Regions from separate parts of the Mus musculus genome. Here all the other regions are linked to region 1. The links are chromatin contacts, called in public promoter capture Hi-C maps. All regions are on one chromosome and are shown on one strand. Each heading gives the region's core, a stretch centred on a gene start, on an enhancer-like site or on the middle of the called end of the contact. The rest is flanking DNA. Distances are from core to core; before and after follow the strand shown.

Region 1 (2,693 bases), core at 77-2,576:
GTTCCAGGACAGCCAGGGCTATACAGAGAAACCCTGTCTGGAAAAACAACAACAACAACAACAACAAAAAACAAAAACAAAAACAAAAAAAGTTGTCTAAACTCAGAAATCTTATAGCTTAGTAAAACAAGGATTTACTAGTCAAAAGTTTTAAAGAAAGGGAGTCGTTCCTACTTAGGAATAAAGCTATCAACCACACTTTATTTTCCCTTAGAAAGCATTCAGCAACTTACTTCTCCAACGTCCAGTGGCAGGTTGCAAGCAATGAATATATTCAGTAAGTCTTCTTTCGAAAGCCTTGAGATCTAGGTAAAGAGAATTCAGTTCTCTATCTGCTCTTTCTAGTCCGAAATGAAATTTGATAAAATGAAATTTTAGATCGACAAACTCCAACAGGTCTTGCACATCAAATTACTTGTGTCACGCACCGTTTGCTTATATAATAACAATTTTAAGTACACAACAAAAACATCATTTTTCGTTCATCCCAATTTCTGGAAACCAGTTGGTCTACTTTTAGAAGCTTGAAAACTGGTATGCTGGAAGACCAGCAGCAACTTCAGCCAAGAGTCAAAAGCTAAAACTGGGGGGTGCGGTGGAGGGTGTTTACAAATAAATGGACCAAACTCCAGCTTAATTCTAATTCTGTGGAACCAAGAACTTCCTGTTGAAACATCAAAATCCATGAGGTCTAATTGACTGCAATTATCCGATTCCGGCCCTAGCTCTTATCATTAATTGATGGCTATGTAGTATGGGCTTACTAGACTTCCATACACAGATAACGGGCTGTACAAACATACTCCCTTATCCTCCTAGGAATGGGTCGCCGGTGAACGTCCGGCCAGCAGCAGCGCCTACGCCTTGTGCTGTGGCAGAGCGTACCTCTGAATGAAGTAGGGTGTTATTCCCACAGAGGTGTTTTTTAAAAAATCAAAATAAAACAAAACTTTGAAAGGCCAAGAGTACATCTAAATTCCGGCAATTACAGAAGCCAAGGAAGAAATTAGGGTTACGGTTCGTTAGGTTGTCAAACAGAAAATGAATTCGCACTCTATAACTCGCAAGGGCTCGTCACTGAGACGGGGGGGCCCCCGAGCCCCTGCGGGGGGGGAAGGCGGCACCCCTCGGCGGCCGTGCGCCCCGCGTCCCCGCCACGCCGCCCTCGCGACCTCCTCAGCCTCGGGACGGGACCCGGCGGAAGACACACTCTACCTTCCGCTTGTTCCAGCGAGTTCATGTCGGGCGGCAGCTCCGGTCACCGCCACGGCCCGGTCCTCATCGCAGCCCGCCCTCCCCGCCCCGCCGACAGCGCCAACTCCCACCTCTAACCGCTCCCTTCAGCCCCTCCGTTTGGCACCGCCCATTTTCTAGAAACGTTGAGTTTATTGGGTAGCTCATCCAGACCCCTCAACTAAACTAGTTTTCTATTGGCTAATTTCAGCAAACGCCTTCGGGAACCCAGCGCTAGATGTTCAACTGGAAGGGCCGAGAATAGCGAGCAGCTAGGCTGATATAGCCATGGCGCCGCCTCCTGCCTCGGGGAGGAACTGAATTCTGTCCAAGCATACTTTATTTTTAAGCTTGGTTGCTTTCTTAGTTCTTAAAACAATGATTGAGCGCCCACTAACTTCTGGGCAGTATTTTGGTTGCTAAGGAGAGACCACCAATCTATCCCTGCCCTCAAGGAACTAAAGAGAAACTGAGATATGTTCAGCAGTAAGTACTAGAAGCGCCCCCAAGCAGATTTCCTTGATTTTGATTTCTCTTCTTTAGATATCCAATTCCTTAAGGAAGGATTTCTTTCTTGGTTATTTTCTCCTCATGTCGTCCAATATAGTCATAAAGAATGCACAAAGTGCCGGGCGGTGGTGGCGCATACCTTTAATCCCAGCACTTGGGAGGCAGAGGCAGGTGGATTTCTGAGTTCGAAGCTAGCCTGGTCTACAGAGTGAGTTCCAGGACAGCCAGGGCTAAGAGAAACCCTGTCTCGAAAAACAAACAAACAAAAAAAAAAAAACCAAAAAAACAAAAACAAAAACCAAAAAACAACAACAAAAAACAAAACAAAACAAAAAAAGAATGCACAAAGTATGTCTTTGTAAGTATAACAAAAATATGTACAGGGTTAGCAAAATTAACATTTGATTAAAATGACCTGTTATTTCTGTTTATTTCCTGGTGGTCATTGATTCATTCAAGAGGTATTTATTGCATGACATGCTACGCATTGTATTTGTCCCATATTACATTATATTTATGACCACGGTAGATAAGATTGCATTCCTCACAGTGAAAGGTTTCAGGGAGCAATAAACATAAAAGTAGGCAACTGATTTCAGATAACAGTAGCTCTATGGAAAAAGCAACCAATATTAAAGACAGGAGGAAGGAGGTCCAGAAGTGTTGCAAGGAAGTTTGAGCTGAGAGGCCCAAGAAGACGGAAAGGATCCAGCCACACAGATCAGGGCTGAGAAGGTCTTTGAGCAACACCGCCATGTTCCCAAAATTGATACATTGTGTGTTTTACTAATCAACCTTTGCCCTAACTCACTTATCAGCTCCTGACTCCTTTGTTTTATAGACTCCTCTACCCTAGTAGCACTTTCTAAACTTTCCCATTAAGGAGCCTTCTCTGGTCCAAACCCTTTACATGCATTATCTCATTTAAACTTTTACGATGACTTGTTTGT
Region 2 (2,693 bases), core at 121-2,620, 3.0 Mb before region 1:
ACTAAGCATCTGTTAAATGCCACTTGCATATGTGACACCAGGCTTCATATGACTTAGTCTGTGATTTGAAGTCTCTGCTATGTTATAATACTCATTCTTGCTAATTTACAGCGTCATCTCTAAGGTGAAGTAAGAATTCGTTTGGGAGTATTTGTGTCCTTCAAACCAGAAGTTCTCCTCTTTGCCTGGCTATCGGAAACACTGGGTAAGGAAGGCGGCTACGGTCTCTTCAGCCAGACTGCTTCAGTCTAGGAAATTTTCTGCACACATACACACATTGCTTTAGTTAAGCTTTAGGTAAGCACTTTGAAGTGGGCACAAGTAACAAAACTGCTCACACAACATAACTGAGTTTCACTGTGGTTAAAAACTTGTCCAGAGTCACTCAGACACAGGTCTAAAGCTGCCATGTTTCTTTTTTTTGTGAGTGTAACAAATGGAGAGAGGGGAATTCGATGTGTGTCGATTTTTAAAAAAATAGAAATAAACCGACTCAGAAGAATGGCACAAGTACATCCATATCATAGTTAAATAACACCTTGCTTAGCCTTCGGGTCGGGGGCCTCTTTGCTCTGCTACTTCGATAAGCTTCCATATATAAAATCAAAGGGTCATACGCACAGGCAGCTGAAAAACAATCCGGACTTCCGTGTCACTTCCCATTGGCCCATACAGGGGAGGTGCCTGCAGAGTTGACAGGCACTAGCCCGAATAGCCATTTTCGTCAACTGCAAAGCCCCGTCCCAAGAACGGAACATAACAAGCCTACACCTGGATGACAGCCAAAAAGAGTGCCCAAGTTCAGCAACAAATGTTGTGTGTCTACACCCGCTTTTCATCTGCCCGGGGGGTGGGGGACAATAAATCCTAAGCCATTCTCACACGTAAGCAAGCCTGAAACTTAATGAGTTTCCTCTGACGGCCGCAAAGCCAGGGGGAGGCAATGGTGCGGGGCAAACGACCAAGTGATCCTAGGGCCACCCCGAGTCCCCGATCTCCACGGAGGATCTGAGCACGCACCTCCAGCGTGTAGCTCTCGCTCATGCTGCGGTAGCTGCTCCAGGCCTCGGCGCGCGCCGCCTCGTCCATGTTGAGGCGGCTGCACAGCTCCTCGAACCGCTGCTGGATCTGATGGCTCGGGGACCCCGCGGGCTGCGCGCGATCCGCGGCGTCGCCATCCTCCTCCTCTTCCTCCGAGCTGGCTGCAGCAGCTGGAGGAGGCGGTGGCGACTGGTTGCCTCCAGATGCCATGGCGCACCCCGAGGCCGCGGCTCTTCAGATGCGCTCAGGGCCCGGGCCCGCAGCCATTCAAACCGCGAAGCGCCGGCCCGTCAGCAGCCTGTCCTGCTACTGTGCCGCCCCCAAAGTTCCTCAGTCCCATGCGGGCACCCGTAGGTCTGAGCACGGCCTGCTGGGAAATGTAGTCTCGGCCGGGATCTCAGGGAGACCAAAAGTCATGGAAGAAGAAAGCAAAAAACGAGCTGTGCATCATTTAGGGGTGAATGGACACGTCCTCTACCGTTTTAAAAAGCATCTCTCAATAGTGAGACCATTCAGAAGGCTCGTTTGAAGAGAAAAAGACCAAGAAATATCGACAGGATTTAGTATATAAGCCCTTTACACACATCCTCACCTAGAGGTCCTCAGATAGTAAAGCTAAAAGGTCCAAAGTAAAGATAATAGTTTGCCTGCCCTTTCTAGTCTCTGTTGCTGAGATAAACACGGACTGTAACCAACTCGGAGAGGAAAGGGCTTATTTCATTTTAGTCTTTACAGTTCATCATTGACGGAGGTTAAAGCAGGACGCTGCTTACTGACTTAGCTCCCCGTTGCTTTATCAGCTACTTTCTTAATACAACGCCACCCCCGCGGCCGCCACCTCCCTAGGCAAGACCCACAGGTCAATCCAACAGAGAGGATTCCTCAAGTGACACTCCTATGTCAACGCTATCAATGGCAAAGGTATATTGAGCTAAGAATTGATCTCACTTCACCAAACAAAAACAAAATAAAAAACCCTCAACCCTCAACCCTCAATCACACAAATAATCATGAATGTGTTTTCAAGAATAACTTAAAATGTATATTAGCTATCACATAACTGCTCCTAGATACGGCTAAAGTTTCTTACAGATAAAAGGAAGAGCGTAGAGCAGGGACATCTGAGTGAGTCCAGAGTGGACATGACCCTGAGCCACCTGAGGGAGGAGAGTGCGGGGAGGGGGCGCGGGAGGTGAAGGGAGAGAGGGGAGAGAGGGGAACCAGGTGCAGCAGCTAGAAGGCCCAAAGGTACACCGAGCTAGAAACTAAAATGTCTGGATTATATAGGAAAGCACAGCCCACCCCTTGAGCTGGAGAGTTTTGGGTAGGGGGCTGGCTATGGTAACAGGTAGAGGTTGAGGGCTACCAGGAGAACAGAGCAGCCAGGTCCTCTTTGATATGTTAAATAGGCACCTCAGCCTTTTGTCCCCGGGCTTGAAACTTTCCTATATTTATGATTTGAGGTGTTAAAGCTACCGAATCTCTAACTAAGCTTAGATATGAAGGGAATTTCAAAGAATTTGCTCACGGAAAAGAAACTTTTAAGGCACATTGCATGGGCTTAAGTGGTGAAGAGAATCTAGTGGAGATAAACACATTGATTGAAAAGGGCTGGGGAGATTCTCAGTGGCAAAAAAAAAATCCCTCACCTG
Region 3 (2,693 bases), core at 116-2,615, 2.8 Mb before region 1:
CTGGTGAGATGGCTCAGCAGTTAAGAGCACTGACTGCTCTTCCAAAGGTCCTGAGTTCAGATCCCAGCAACCACATGGTGGCTCACAACCATCGTAACAAAAATCTGATGCCCTCTTCTGGAGTGTCTGAAGACAGCTACAGTGTACACACATATAATAAATAAATAAATCTTTAAAAAAAAAAAAAAGAACTGGTAAAAGGACCCAGTGAGTTAAAAGGAACTTGTTGCCAGACCTGAACACCCGAGTCCAATCCCCAGAATCACATGGTGGAAGGAGAGAACCAACTCACACAGTCGTCCTTTGTCTTGTATATCCACACCATGCCATATGATGCACCCATCCAACACATGTGCATGCACATGCTCACACATATGGTCTAGCAAAATAATTTTAAAAATATCTCAAAATAAAAGAGGAAGGGAGGAAAAAAGACAAGGCACATGCCCCAAGTAAAGAATGAGATAAAAAGTGTGTTGTTTTAAACCATTATATTAAGCACAATTTGGTATCACACAGCATTAAAAGAAACATACTACAGCCAGATGTGTTGATGCTTGCATTAAATCCCAGCACTTAGGAGGCAGAGACAGGCATATCTCTGTGAGTTCTAGGCTAGCCTGGTCTACATACTAAGTTCTAGGATGGCCAAGGCTACATAGAGAGACCCTGTTTCAAAACAACAACAGAAATAGGAGATGCAAGAGGAAGATGTATGTGAATGTGTGTGTGTGTGTGTGTGCAATATAAAATTTTAAGCTACTTTGTTGATGTTACTTATTAAAAGCAAAACATATCTTTCTCCTTTGCTGTAAGATATGAGGGAAAGTCTCCAACTAACTTCTGGCCAGAGGTTAAAAAATATTTTCTAATTAATTGCATCATTTACTAATACACTCATCCAGATGGCCTATTAAAACAAAAGAAAAGTAAACAGTTACAACTAATGAACTAAAGTCACAGATCAAAACCAAAATCAAATAAACTCCAGACCAAAAGTCAACTGTAGACACAAATTACTCTCAACCAAAAACCAGCAGCTAATAGAGGAAAGAGAGAGAGAAGAGAGCATGGGGGATAGAGAACATAGAGCATGGAGAGCAGGGAGGAAGACTGAGCATGGAGGATAGAGTTTAGGAATGCAAGCCTAACCTGTCTGTCTGTCTGTCTGTCTTTGTCTCTGTCTCTCTCTTAATGGAAAGGAGAGATATCCCCTCCTTTTTAGAACTTTGTTTATTTTGTTTGGGTTTTGCTTCTGAATTTTATTGATTTATTTTATGAATATGGGTGTTTTGTTTGTATACATGTCTGTACAAACCTGGCCAGAAAAGGGTGTTGGAAGCCACAGGACTGGAGTTCAGGATCGCTGTGAGCCACCATGTGGGATCCTGGAAACTGTACTCTGATCCTCTGAAAGAGTGGCCAGTGCTCTTAAGCACTAAGCCATCTCTCCAACCTGCAAGCCTAGTTTACTATCTGAAAATTAATTCACAGAGTACAGCTTAGCAAGAGCCTCATGAAAGCTTTATATCCTATCTTGTGATAAAGGAAAACAAATACTCAAATTCACTATCCCTCATGATGTAACTACTCATGATGCAGCAATTAAGACTAGAAGGGAGTAGCCAACAATTTGCTAAATAGGACATCTATGCAAACCCCACAACGAGCATCAAGCCTCACGGTGAAATACAGGAGGAGCAACTTAAGACCACATGGTCACAACATCTCTGTGGTGGGAGTCTTGTGAGTGTATGCCCAGGGAAGTAGAGCTGGGTCAGATGACAGCTCGAACTAGTTTTGTTTTGTTCTTTTTATGAGATTTCCACAGTGCCACAGCAGCTGACACTCTGATCAATAGTAATGAAGGTCCCTTCTCTCCATATGCTCTTCAGAAGTTGCTGTGACTTGCTTTCTTACCTAATCCTCATAGGAGAGATGAAATAGAAAAGCAGTTTTACTTGCTCTCTATGATAAACTAAGGATAAACACTTTGTGTTTATATCCACAGATTTATGATGCTCTCAACCTTGGATAGAGAAGCTGCTGCTTTCTTTTAATTTTTGAGACAGGGTCTCTCTATGTAGCCCTGACTTTCCTGGAACTCACAGAGCTCCTCCATGCCACCACGCCTAGTTCAGAGAAGCTCCTTGAGTTGGTAGGAGTTAAAGCAGAGCCTCAACTGCTGAAGCAAACATCTGTGAGCTTTTAGCCACTGGTGAGATGTCTATATAAACCACCCCCTATCAGTTCTAGACACACAGAGGCGATCTTCCGATCAGCTGGTGCGTTCTTCAATTTCTTTCATCCTCTTCCTCCTCCTCCTCCCCCTCCCCCTCCTCCTATGTGTGTGTGTGTGTGTGTCCTGAAGTTACCCTCACAGATATAGTTTACCTTCCTGGCTGCATTTCTTGTGGATATTAAACTATTGTAAGTGGGTATTTTCCTTGATTTCTTTTGCAGCAAGTTGTCAATATAGAACATAATTTTATATGACTGGTGCCAATGTTAGTCACACTGTATAGAAAAAGAGACTGAGTTTGGAAAGATAAACAAATCTGCTCAGTATTTTAAAATGAGTTATTTTTAACTATGCTTCTTTCTGTATAGGTATACATACATGACGGCAGGTAACCACAAAGACCTGAGATGTCTGATCTTCTGGAGCTGAAGTTACAAGCAGTTGTGAGCTA
Region 4 (2,693 bases), core at 116-2,615, 2.8 Mb after region 1:
TCTTACATTATTTCAACAAGTATAAAGAATTGGTTCAGGCAGATTAGAGTAAATTAAATCCCTTTCTCTTCCTTAATGACTGATTGGGTCTCAGTTTCGGCGGCTTGTGAAAATAGTTCTGGGTCCCATTGTATTTCCGGTCAGTAGCCCTGGGAATAGACCTACGAACTTTCTACACACTTGCCTGCTGTAGCTTTATTTCCTAAGACAGATCCTACAATGACCCTCCTAATCTCAAGGGCTTCGGAAAATGGAAGCTATTTGGGCCACTCTTACCATATTTTCCCATGCGTGCCACTATTTAATAAATCAGCCCCAACGCCACTGGGCCCTTTCTGGAATTTTTTTTTTTCGATTTTTCGATACAGGGTTTCTCTGTATAGCTCTGGCTGTCCTGGAACTCACTTTGTAGACCAGGCTCGCCTCGAACTTAGAAATCCGCCTGCCTCTGCCTCCCAAGTGCTGGGATTAAAGGCGTGCGCCACCACGCCCGGCCTTTTCTGGAATTCTTACGCCCTGCTCATCACTTCAGCTCTTCACTCTGTACCATAATCTACCTTTCTCTTGCCATCTATAGTGATTTGCACAGGGTCTGCCCTGCAAGGCTGGCTTATCAAGATTATCGAGTCTGAAGGAATGACAAGAGGTCCTCCCCGGCTTTTCCGACCACAGTGTATCCAACAGAGCTAGAGTGCTTCAAGGACGACTATATACGTCCTCTCAAACCATCTTCTACAAGCCAACAACAGTTTTTCTTGATGTTGGGCCCGAGTCTCGCCCAGACCAGTGTGCGGTCATTCCCTCATCGCCAGTCCCTCATCCGACGCTGCCTTGGGAGGACCCAGGGCCGCAGTCTGGGACGTCTACCCGCACACACGGCCACACTCACCTCAGTACACTCGGCTCCGCAAGGCCGAGACGCGGGGCGAGGCGGCGTACCAGCTCCGACTCCATCGCTGGAAGAAATGCGCGCCAAGAGCAATGCGCGCGCAGATTGTCAGAGGGTTAAGACCCACCCCCGGCGCGTCCAGATTGGTTGCGACCAGAGGTTGAGACCGTTCCACACACCAATCCTGGTCATCCTTCTACGCATGTGCACACGATGAGGCGCGGGCCCAGGCGAAGTGGACGCGCAGAAGGTTCTCTCGCTGCCCTTCCTCGGCCGCGGATCTCCTTAACTAAGGCTTCCCTTCCTGCTGTCCCTAGTTCGCCGCAGCGTTGTACTATTCTCGCCCCGCCCCGTCCACTATACACCGCCGGCTGCCCATTCTCCCCAAACTACGCGAGATTTTAAGTGGGCCAATCGAAAAGCCGCTTCTATCCAAGGGCGGGGCTAGAGAGGGCGGGGCTCGCAAGGCTCGGTCACCTGACGGCGGGCGGCTCCGGCGGGGTAGGCGCTGCTGCTTGTGGTCCCCGGAGTCGCCATGGTGAGTGAGGGGAAGCGGTGGGCCTGGGTTGCCGAGTCGCAGTCCACGTTTTCCTTCGGCGGACAGGAGCCTTGCTGGCGGAGTAGGAGGCCCTGCATTTCGATCGAGGCCGGTCCGGTCCAGGCTGGGCCTGCGGGCTTGGCACGGGCTGAGGAAGGCCGCGTTAGGCTGCGGTGGGCTGCGGTGGGCGGTGGCGCAGAATTTGGTCGTTACCCCGAGACCAGGAGCCTCCCTTAGGGGTGTCGCGGGCTGCAGGTTCTGGGTGTCGGTGGAGGCCTGCGTCAGACTCTTGTACGGAACGGCCACCTTCCCTCTGAGAGTCGGACTCCCGGGTCTGTGCGGAGTTGGGACAGTGAGGAGCCCCCGAGCTTCTGAGCTGGCGCCGTAGCTGGGTCGCGCCCAGATGGTGCATTTCCAGCTTTGTACTCAGCTGTCCTCGGGGGTCCCATTGCCTTTTCTCTGCTGGAAATATCCTTGGGGGGGGGGCGCAGTGGTCTCCCGGCCTTCCGTGGCCGCAGAGCCCCCTTCATCTTGCAGCGCCTGTCAGCGAATTCTAGGGACCTGCTCACGTGAGTTTCCCGAAGGACTCCTGCTTTCTTTTCATTGAGCCCAACCATCAGATAGGAGACAGGTCTCCGTTTCGCATTTGCTCTCTGAGGATTCTAACTCACTTGCTGGAAGCAGTCATTCAAAGGTTTCTCCGCGACGATAGCATGTCGTGATGCTTTGTGGCACTAGCCTTATAAACAGGAACTTCCGCAAAATTCGGATCCTGTTTTCCACAGGGCAAGTTGTCACTTGCGTTATACGAGCATTTGCTGTAGTATGAACAGGTAGTGGTTTTGGATGTGCTATGCTTATGTCCTTTTTTTTTAATTTCAATATTCATTCTTTGTATTGATAATTCTATGTGCCACTGCACATACTTCACTTTAAGTGTGTTAATAGGAAAAACCAGCATTAAATCTTTTTGTTGATTTTTTTTTTCCTTTTTTTTGGAATGGACCTTTATGATGATCTTGCTAGACTCCGATCAGCTTGGTATTTATGTCATCTTTGGTTCTGGCTGGCTGAGTTCTGAGCGTTTGTTCCCGTAATTTGATAAATATTTGATGTATATTTAATATAATATATTGCCTTACAAGATGTTTTCCCCCCTCGGAACTTTGTACAATTGAGATTTGGCACATGACTGGTGTGAAGTTTAACTTTTTTGTTTTTCAACACTTACTGGTTGACATAGTGTTTTATAATACAAAGCATTTG
Region 5 (2,693 bases), core at 88-2,587, 2.7 Mb after region 1:
CCAGGAATTTAGTGGCATGGAACAGTAATTCCCTGCCCTCCACCCACATTCGTGTGTCAATTCTTTTCCAACTTGGCAATCAAACAGGACTGTGAGTTCTGACCCCAGCTGATACAGAAAAATCACTAACTCTAAGCCCACTTTCTTTCTTCCTGTGATCCATCTCCCTAGTGTGCCCTCTTTTCTTTCTTTTTTTCTTTTTTTTTAGATAGGGTTTCTCTGTATAGCTCTGGCTGTCCTGGAACTCACTTTGTAGACCATGCTGGCCTCGAACTCAGAAATCCGACTGCCTCTGCCTCCTGAGTGCTGGGATTAAAAGCGTGCAGACACCACACCGGGCTTAGTGTGCCCTCTTGAGAGAGTAAAGGTCGTGTGTGTGTCCAGGCAGTGAACATTACATTTCTCTTACTTGCAAGACCAGTAGCCCAAGATAATGCTGTCAGCTCCAGATGTCATCTGCTCCCTTTGATCCAAAGTGGCAGAAGTTTTGTGTCCCTTCAAGGCTGATCCTGGAGACTTCCTTAGGGGGTTATTTGGGATTGGGGAACCCTTGTGTTAAGGACTCTATTCACACACACACTTCTTTTAACTGACTTTACATTTTCACACGTTTAGATTTTTTTTTTTTGGACAGGTAGTGTCTTTGTCCTGAGATACCTTTCCTATAGTACAGAGTATGAGGAGTCTCTTTAACAATGGCAGATGCTCTGTGTGTTACCCCTCCCTTTTCTGCAACTTTATACCCAGCTCATGCTCCTTTCTTCATCAAACTACAGTTTAAAAATATCTCTCTGCTCTCTCACTGTAGATCTGAACAAGAGCAGTGAAAGCTGGGATGATAGGAGTGCACAGCATTTTGTTTCACTTTTCAAATAATTTGCTTTTAATTTTAAACTACTCAGTATCAGTGATACACAAGATGAAACCAGACCAACCTCTCCACCCCCTCCAAAAACAAAGCCTTGTAGACTGTTCCTTGAAGGCAGACATTTCTTATTCGGTGTGCTTAATAGTGGATCGTAGGCAATTATTTAATGAATAGTGAAGTTTATACCCCTGACGCTGGAAGCCTAGGGGTTTCATCGAGTGTCTATTATAATTTCTCTCGGATTAGCATTGCTGACATTTGCAGAGAGGTTTTCCGTTGCCAGTAACCATTTCAGGCTCTGGTTCTGGGGCCGACGAGGGGGCGTGCCCAGCACCAGGGCTCGGCCCACCTGTGCGTTGGTTGGTGGAGTCTCGTCGGAGCCACGCCCCCGAGCGGTCCACCGCCTTAGAGGGCGTGGCGATGGGACTTCCCTGGAAGGGCCGCGGCGCCCCCCTCCTCCAACCCGCACGCAGCCCCGCGCACGCGCACGCGCGCCTCCACGGCTGGGTCGCGGCTGGAGTGAGGACGCGCTGTGTGGAGCAGCGGAGGCACGGCGCTGCTTCCACCGCTGCTCAGGAGGGGAGCATGTCTGCAACTCGAGCCAAGAAAGTGAAGATGGCCACCAAATCGTGCCCCGAGTGCGACCAACAGGTGGGCTGGGCCGGCGCGAGCGGGCGGGGCGGGCAGGGCGGGTGGCCGTTGCTCGGCGGCGGTTGGCGGTGCGCGGCGGCCCGCGGGCGGCGGGGGCCTGGGAGCGGGGACCCGGCGCTGCCCCTTCTGGTCCCGGGCCGGCCCGCGGACCCCTGCCGCCCCGCATGGCTTTGTTCGCGGTTGGGGAGAGTGCGGTGCTGCTTCTCAGCTGTCGCTCCCCGCCACCTGGGTGGCAGCATAAAGCAGACAAAAGGACAGTAATGGTGCTAACTTTTTTGCAAATTTGTGGACTTCCGGAACGCCGCAAAAAAACCAACCAGTTTGATGTGTGGTTTCTAGTCCTTCCACTACGTTGTTAACGGAACACGGTTCGAATAAAGTCGGCGTTGAGGCTCTTCCTCTCTGCGTGTGCCCCGTCCCATTCGTGCTATTTACTGTTGTAAATTTGACATGTCTGCTTACAGATTTTTTTTTTAAATATGCGGATTCGTGAATTTGAAATCATTCATATTTAGACTGAACTCATGGAGTAATAGTCGTAATTTTTAAAAAAATCATTTTTCTTTTCCTACATTTAAGTACGCCTAATTATAGTGTGATGAACAAAAACTCATTCCATTAAAATCATCCTTAGGCCTTCATGCCGGCATGCAGATCTGGCTGTACTTCTTTTTCCTGAATCTTCCTAAAATGACTACCTCTCTCTCTTCCCCTCCCCCCTCCTTCTCTCTGGAGTAATTGGAAATGGGTGGAGACTTAAAATCTGATTTAAGTATATTATTTAGGGCGTGTCCTTGTAGGTTTATTAAAATCTTTAAACAAAAAAGTTACATGTTTTATTCAGTATGATTTATAGGCAATGTTTAAAAATGCTGATGATGGAAAGTTGTGCAAGTTTAGTCGATAGAGCATACCAGTCTGCAATATCAAAACAGTCATGTTTTCCAAAATGTAGAGTTACGTTCATTCTTTCCACCCAACTAAATTGTAGCAAACTTGCACTTTGTGATCAGTCTGTTGGCAGATTACTTTGATGTTTAAATAATTTTCAGTTAAGGCTTTTACAGTATGAATTATGCATTCTGTTTCTGTAGGGCACAAGTCCCTTGTTTTACTTGGCATAAAATAATCTTTTGGGGAAAATATCTGTTTTTAATTTCCTGGTTATTGGCCA
Region 6 (2,693 bases), core at 85-2,584, 2.6 Mb after region 1:
ATTAGGGGTCTTTGTAAAATTCAAAGTCAGAAGAAGGATGATCTGACTTCAACATCTGCCCCAGGGTTATTTTGGCTGATCTGGGTGTGTGGGTGAGTGTTCCCTCTTCTTCTTTGTATGTCCCTTCCTGAAACTGGGTATTTGATCAAGAAGAGAGGCTAATCTTTGGCAAAAGGGTATAAAATAGCTGTGGTCCCCTGCTAGAAACCTCCAAATAAGTCCTGGAAACCAGATAGATAAGCTATATTCTATTAAAGAATTTTGACTCACATGTGAGAACAGCATTCATGTCATAAATCATACTTATCAGGAAAACGAACATCAAATAAGACAGGAAGGTTCACCAGGTTATGAATTAAGGAAAACACTACAGGTTAAGGGGCATTTTGAATAGCAGAAGGAGCATCTAACTTCTCATGAGACTCTTCTGAGCGTTCAGGTTAAATTTCAGAAGTCTTAGCACGGCAGTGAAGGACCTCCAAAACTCGGTCAAGAAGAATAACAAGAAAGGTGTATCACCTCCACTGACAGACTTATGGCCAATGAGCAATTGTTTCCCAGTTCAGGTTTTCAACTGACCAGAAGTGTTTTACTATCGGAAAACCAGTTGGAAGGCAAGCTATACATTCTGGAATGTGGTAAAGCACAGAAATCTTTCAAGCTAAAGCAAAACGAAACTCGACTGACAGCCACCAAGTGCCGGCACGCTGCCATACTGTCTTATGCCAACCAAACCTTTGGCGTTAGCTAATTTTAAAGCTGTCAAGTGAGACACTTGAACACATGATCCCGGTGGAACAGGGTGACTTTGGTTTATCTGGATGCCCCGAAACCAACTGGGAATGTGTAAAAAAGATTTGTCCTTTCCTCCGATGTGACAGGATGGCTATGCCTTTAAAACCTCGTCTGCTAGGTATAAATCTGAGTATTTATGAATGAAATTGTTTCCCCTACGCAGAGGTGCTGAGGGGGAAGTTAAGGAGATGAAATGAGTTAGTGAAGGTGTTGATGAAATCACATCACGGGCGTAACTCGCTATTTGGGAACCTCACACACTCACACCCACGTGCTGTTTTTCACCGTGGCCCCGGGGGGACCACCCCGTGAGGATTCCACGCCGGCTTCTTTCCCTCAGGCCTCAGCCGCACCGAGAGTTCTTTATGAACGCCGCACACCGCTCCCCTCCACTCCGCGGTCGCTCGCGCGTCACGGAGCGGCGACAGGAAAGGGCCCCACCAGCCGCTCTCGGGCGCCCACCGCCCAACCCCGCCCCGCCCGGCCCCGGAGGCGGGGCCTTGTGGCGACGTCATGGCGCTGCGCCGGGTCAAAGTTCAGCCCCGCCTGCCTCCCCGCGCCGTCTCCTCGGCCTGCGCCGCCGCCGCTCGTGGTCCGGGTCGCGCTCCTTCCGCTCCGCCGCCTGCTTGCGAGTGCTGCCCGGCAGGCCGCCATGGCGAACGTGGCCGACACGAAGCTGTACGACATCCTGGGCGTCCCTCCCGGCGCTAGCGAGAACGAGCTGAAGAAGGTACTGGAGCGAGCCGGCCGGCGGGCGGGGCGAGGGCGCGGGGCCTGCGCGGTCTGGGCGGCCTGAGCCGGGCTGAGGCGCGGCGGCGGCGGGGGCGCAGTCGGCTCGGCTGACCTTGGGCCTCCGCCCGCCCGGCCCTGCGCAGACGCGGCCCGCCAGCTCGGCGCCCGGGGCCACCCGGAAAAACAGGTCGGACCGCGGTGCTCGCGCCGCCGGGCCGGGGAGGAGCTGACCGCCGGCGCCGGTGTGGGGCTGAGGGCCGCAGCCCCCGGCGCTGAGCAGGCTCCTCCCTCAGCCTCGCTCGCCCGGCAGCTGGAGCGGCGTGGGTCTGTTTGGAAGCATTGTTCTGTGGGCTGGAGATCTAAATACCCCGTGGCCGCTTCGGGGATGAGTCGTGTGCCCCAGCCAAACACCTGAGCGTGCACTCCCTAAAAATAAGACACGTCTTATTGTTGTCCTTTGTAGTAGTTCCAAATCATCTCGGGACTTGGGGTATTAATAAAGTCAGCATCTTCTCTGGCTGTCGGGATCCAATCCGCATTTGTAAACTGAGAAAAATAAGAATGTCCCGTAAGTACTGGGACTGGTAAAGTCCAAAGAAAAAGACTTCCTGTTACCCTACCGGAAATGGTAGGCTGTGTTATATAATTCATGAGTCTGTGTGAGGACTTACATGGTGCTTAACCACATCGCTTAATTGAAAGTATGTAGTTTCACCACCACCTAAGACCCCAGTTAGCCGACCGTGTGCGAGTAAAACATCACTTAGGACCTCCTGGGTGTCCTGTTAGAGGGCAGGCAGAGGAGCCAGCCAGCATGGGGAGAGATACTTGGTAGAAGTATCCTATGCTTAATTTGTAGTAGTGCTTGAGTTTCTGTAAAACGTAGTCACTCAATCTAAAATTTGTTTGGTTATTGTGGTCTCCTTGGTCTGGCTACTGGCCATCAAAGACATTTGATAATAGTTTGTAAAAAAAGAAAGAAAAAATGTTTCAGTATCTTCTTTGTTGTTTTATTTGTATTTTTCTTCAGTAACTTTGGGTATATTATTAGTAAATACTATTGAAGTGGAAAACGTTAAATAATAAGTGACATTTTTTGGAAGGCTGTAACTTTAGAACATTGCTTCTCAGAAAAGTGAATATCTTAAATTGTTTGCTGTGTATAA
Region 7 (2,693 bases), core at 74-2,573, 2.4 Mb after region 1:
ACTTGCATCTTACCTGACACTTGACAATCATGACTACACCCCTCCTCTTCACTTGCCATCCAAACATTTTCCATCTTCTTTCTCCCCTTTTTCATGGAGCGTTCTCTGATGACATCATACAGGCTGTTTTTTGTTTTTTGGGTTTTTTTTCTTTTCCTCCATCAACAACTATGCATTGTTGATCCAGAAACTCAAAGGGCTTCCCAGTTTCTTTATCCACTCTTGCCCAGGACTTAAACTGAATTATTAACTGCTGTCCCCATTTATCATTATTTTATTTGTGGAAAAGGTTCTAAAATGCCTTATTCACTGGTTCCTGGGTGCAATTTTAATTTAACTGCAGGTGATCACCTTATAAGCCCCAAATCACACATCTTTCATAACCACTGAAGCACACAGCAAAGGGCTAAACAACTTTATGCTAATAGGTGTTAATTGGTTTTATTTATAAACTTGTTAATTGCTTATACTTCTGTGACTTTCTTAGAGCGATCCAAGAAAAGAAAGAATGTGACACCCTTGGAATATTTTGTTCAGTTGCTGGACGTTCTAATTAGCCATAATTTGCTAGATAAACATTTATATATCAGATCAATTACGGTAGGGACTTAATATTGGTAGGCCCCCCAATACCAGTCATTGTTATATGCACATAACTCAAACCAATAAATGACTGTAGCCCGCCTGCATTCAAGTCATTTCTATTTCAGTAGGATGAAGCAGCTCTGCCAGCAAGACAATTTCAATGCACAAGAGCTGGAGGAAGACGAGATCATGCACAAACTATCCAAGGCACATATAATTCCTTTCCGGTGGCGCTCAGCGGTCCGTCTGTACGGCTGTGGTTAGGGGTGGCCTTGGGGAGACCCAGTCTGCATTCAGTCGCGCCTGTCTCTGCAGCTAGAACAAAGTTTCACTTTTCTGGCTGGCGTGGAGCTTTCAGCCCACTGTGGCGAGGACTGGGAGTGAGGATTCCTCAAGCAGCGCTGTGCCTGGCAACTGTTGGAGAAGGTTCAGTAGGTGCAACAACCCTTACTGCTGGCCGGGGGAACTCACCCGGGCACCTCCAGGGCCCCCGCGGGGGTCTCCCTTCCACCGAGATCAGCAAGGCTGAGCAGACGTTTTCAAGCACCTGAGCTTGAGGTCCTCCGAGAGGGGATGGAAAAATCGGACCTGGGGAGCTCAAGGCTTCGAGAAGACACCGGCAGGGAGGGGTGGGCCGCGCGCGAGGCCCGGGAAGCGAGTGGCGGGCGGGGCACGCGGGAGGGCGGGGCTGCGCGTGCGCAGTGGCCCCGCGGCCGGCACGCGGCGCTGCGCTCGCTGCTTAAATGAGCCGGGGCTCCCGGCGCGCGCCACTTCAAGGGAGCCCGCCGCGGGAGCGTCCGCCGCTGGCTTTCCTCAGCCCGCCGAGAGGCGGCGGCCGTCGGGGACCCGGCACGGCGGGCCGAGGCGCTGCGCCCGCTGCTAGGAAGCGGCGGCGGCCGGCGATGGGGACGGAGCGAAGCTACCCCGCCGGGCCGTGACCACCGCGCCGCCGCCTCGGGCGCTCTCGGAGCGCCGACGCTGAGGAACATGGCCCTGGAGCAGCTCTGCGCGGTCCTCAAAGGTAAGCGCGGGTGCGGGCAGCGCCCCCTTGCGGGCCAGGCCGCGCTCCGCTCCGCTCCGCCGCCGCCTTCGCGCCCTTTGTCTGGGCCAGGCCGCCCGCCGCCGCTGCGAGCTCGCTCCGGGGGACGCCGGCGACTCCGCGCCTTGCAAAGTGTGCGAAGCGAAGGCCGGTGGCCCCAGGTTGCCACCGCAGAAAGTGGTAGCACACAAACCACGAAAGCCCCAACTCCGACGCGCCGCAGCGGTTTCGGAGAAGCCCCCAATGTCCGCGCCTCCCGCGGGTCCCACCTGCTGCGGCCGGGAGGCTGCGGCACCACTGCGGGCTCGGGGCTGCGCGGCGGCCCTGCATGCCCCCCGCGCCCCGCGCCCCGCGCTGCCTTCCCGGGATCGCCGAGTCCCGCTGCCTCATGAGTCCTGTGCGGAGGATGCACGGGTCGGCAGCGGCCGGCGAGCTGACAGCATCGAGCTCCTAAAGCCACTGAGAGGCTGCCTCTCCGCGGAGGTGCTGTTTCAGATAAATATTTCTAGATGGTTTACATTGAGAGGCAAAGTTTATTCCAGAACTCGTCCTGGATTGATCCTTTCATAAATCTCAAGAAAAAGCACCGCCTTTCAGCAAATGACTTCCTTTTCCCCAAATGATTTAATTGCAAATGAATAATATCTGAATGGGTTTTTTTTTTTAAATCCTCTTATATTAAGAGAGAAAGTATGACAGTGTTAAAATACTGGCGCTTACATTTTTAGCACTGAATCCTGATATTTGCACAATTACACATTTTGGTGTTTTCCTGGTACGTGTTAACACCTTATTTTCAAATTTGTTTTGTTAGAAAGTTCAGTGGAACTTTTTGTTGTTCTTGAACTAACAACGTTTTAGACAAACTTCATAATTGGACAAATATTCATAAATTACTAATTGACGTTACAGCCATTTAATTTAAATATTTACCTACCTAACTATATGCATATCAATACTTTTATGTTCAGACTGTGCCAAGATAACCACTAACCTTCTAGCCAGTGAATATTTATTTCAGTTAATCCATAAATTCTTAATAATTTTATTATATAAAAACAAATAAAAA

The links. Promoter capture Hi-C pulls out the DNA fragments that hold promoters and counts their contacts.
Region 2: a promoter capture Hi-C map of pre-B cells shows a contact between it and region 1. The contact joins the promoter of Rbl2 here to the promoter of Cnep1r1 in region 1. A contact is called at or near these places in 8 of 39 promoter capture datasets (the 3T3-L1 cell line, cranial neural crest, embryonic stem cells and 4 more), 1 of 484 Hi-C or Micro-C datasets (pre-B cells) and 2 of 115 datasets of contacts at active chromatin or transcription factors (astrocytes and thymic regulatory T cells).
Region 3: a promoter capture Hi-C map of liver shows a contact between it and region 1, with 4 times the contacts expected there. The contact joins the enhancer-like site here to the promoter of Cnep1r1 in region 1. A contact is called at or near these places in 5 of 39 promoter capture datasets (embryonic stem cells, hippocampal neurons, liver and 1 more) and 1 of 115 datasets of contacts at active chromatin or transcription factors (astrocytes).
Region 4: a contact with region 1 is called in a promoter capture Hi-C map of embryonic stem cells, with 3 times the contacts expected there. The contact joins the promoter of Vps35 here to the promoter of Cnep1r1 in region 1. A contact is called at or near these places in 5 of 39 promoter capture datasets (cranial neural crest, embryonic stem cells, hippocampal neurons and 2 more), 1 of 484 Hi-C or Micro-C datasets (embryonic stem cells), 1 of 115 datasets of contacts at active chromatin or transcription factors (astrocytes) and 2 of 9 other capture datasets (adipose tissue and liver).
Region 5: a promoter capture Hi-C map of pre-B cells shows a contact between it and region 1, with 5 times the contacts expected there. The contact joins the promoter of 4921524J17Rik here to the promoter of Cnep1r1 in region 1. A contact is called at or near these places in 2 of 39 promoter capture datasets (embryonic stem cells and pre-B cells).
Region 6: a contact with region 1 is called in a promoter capture Hi-C map of liver, with 4 times the contacts expected there. The contact joins the promoter of Dnaja2 here to the promoter of Cnep1r1 in region 1. A contact is called at or near these places in 7 of 39 promoter capture datasets (the C10 cell line, embryonic stem cells, hippocampal neurons and 3 more), 2 of 115 datasets of contacts at active chromatin or transcription factors (astrocytes and stem cell-derived neural progenitor cells) and 2 of 9 other capture datasets (adipose tissue and liver).
Region 7: a promoter capture Hi-C map of liver shows a contact between it and region 1, with 2.4 times the contacts expected there. The contact joins the promoter of Neto2 here to the promoter of Cnep1r1 in region 1. A contact is called at or near these places in 2 of 39 promoter capture datasets (hippocampal neurons and liver) and 1 of 115 datasets of contacts at active chromatin or transcription factors (astrocytes).

Annotation. Positions count from the first base shown.
Region 1 is chr8:88,117,392-88,120,084 of GRCm38.p6, reverse strand. It overlaps Cnep1r1 (CTD nuclear envelope phosphatase 1 regulatory subunit 1), which reads right to left and starts at 1,326. Exons shown (of 6, transcript NM_029074.3): 1 at 1,216-1,326; 2 at 234-305. The coding sequence starts at 1,240. Gm2716 (predicted gene 2716) reads left to right here and starts at 1,478. Exons shown (of 8, transcript NR_151771.1): 1 at 1,478-1,719.
Region 2 is chr8:91,068,734-91,071,426 of GRCm38.p6, reverse strand. Rbl2 (RB transcriptional corepressor like 2) reads right to left here and starts at 1,370. Exons shown (of 22, transcript NM_011250.4): 1 at 1,021-1,370. The coding sequence starts at 1,251.
Region 3 is chr8:90,943,498-90,946,190 of GRCm38.p6, reverse strand. The region is part of intron 3 of Chd9 (chromodomain helicase DNA binding protein 9); the gene reads right to left. Among named protein-coding and RNA genes, the nearest start is that of Gm39221, 110 kb to the left of the region's middle. Within about 2 kb of position 1,365, at least 3 of the 459 cell types and tissues checked have an H3K27ac peak or open chromatin away from gene starts, as enhancers often do. A contact at or near this core is called in liver, where this site is marked.
Region 4 is chr8:85,298,189-85,300,881 of GRCm38.p6, reverse strand. Vps35 (VPS35 retromer complex component) reads left to right here and starts at 1,365. Exons shown (of 17, transcript NM_022997.5): 1 at 1,365-1,427. The coding sequence starts at 1,425. Orc6 (origin recognition complex, subunit 6) reads right to left here and starts at 1,250. Exons shown (of 7, transcript NM_019716.2): 1 at 890-1,250. The coding sequence starts at 954.
Region 5 is chr8:85,431,485-85,434,177 of GRCm38.p6, reverse strand. It overlaps 4921524J17Rik (RIKEN cDNA 4921524J17 gene), which reads left to right and starts at 1,337. Exons shown (of 4, transcript NM_025722.3): 1 at 1,337-1,519. The coding sequence starts at 1,454.
Region 6 is chr8:85,554,002-85,556,694 of GRCm38.p6, reverse strand. It overlaps Dnaja2 (DnaJ heat shock protein family (Hsp40) member A2), which reads left to right and starts at 1,334. Exons shown (of 9, transcript NM_019794.5): 1 at 1,334-1,525. The coding sequence starts at 1,448.
Region 7 is chr8:85,699,554-85,702,246 of GRCm38.p6, reverse strand. Neto2 (neuropilin (NRP) and tolloid (TLL)-like 2) reads left to right here and starts at 1,323. Exons shown (of 9, transcript NM_001357288.1): 1 at 1,323-1,606. The coding sequence starts at 1,573. Mir8109 (microRNA 8109) reads right to left here and starts at 1,342; the gene lies at 1,226-1,342.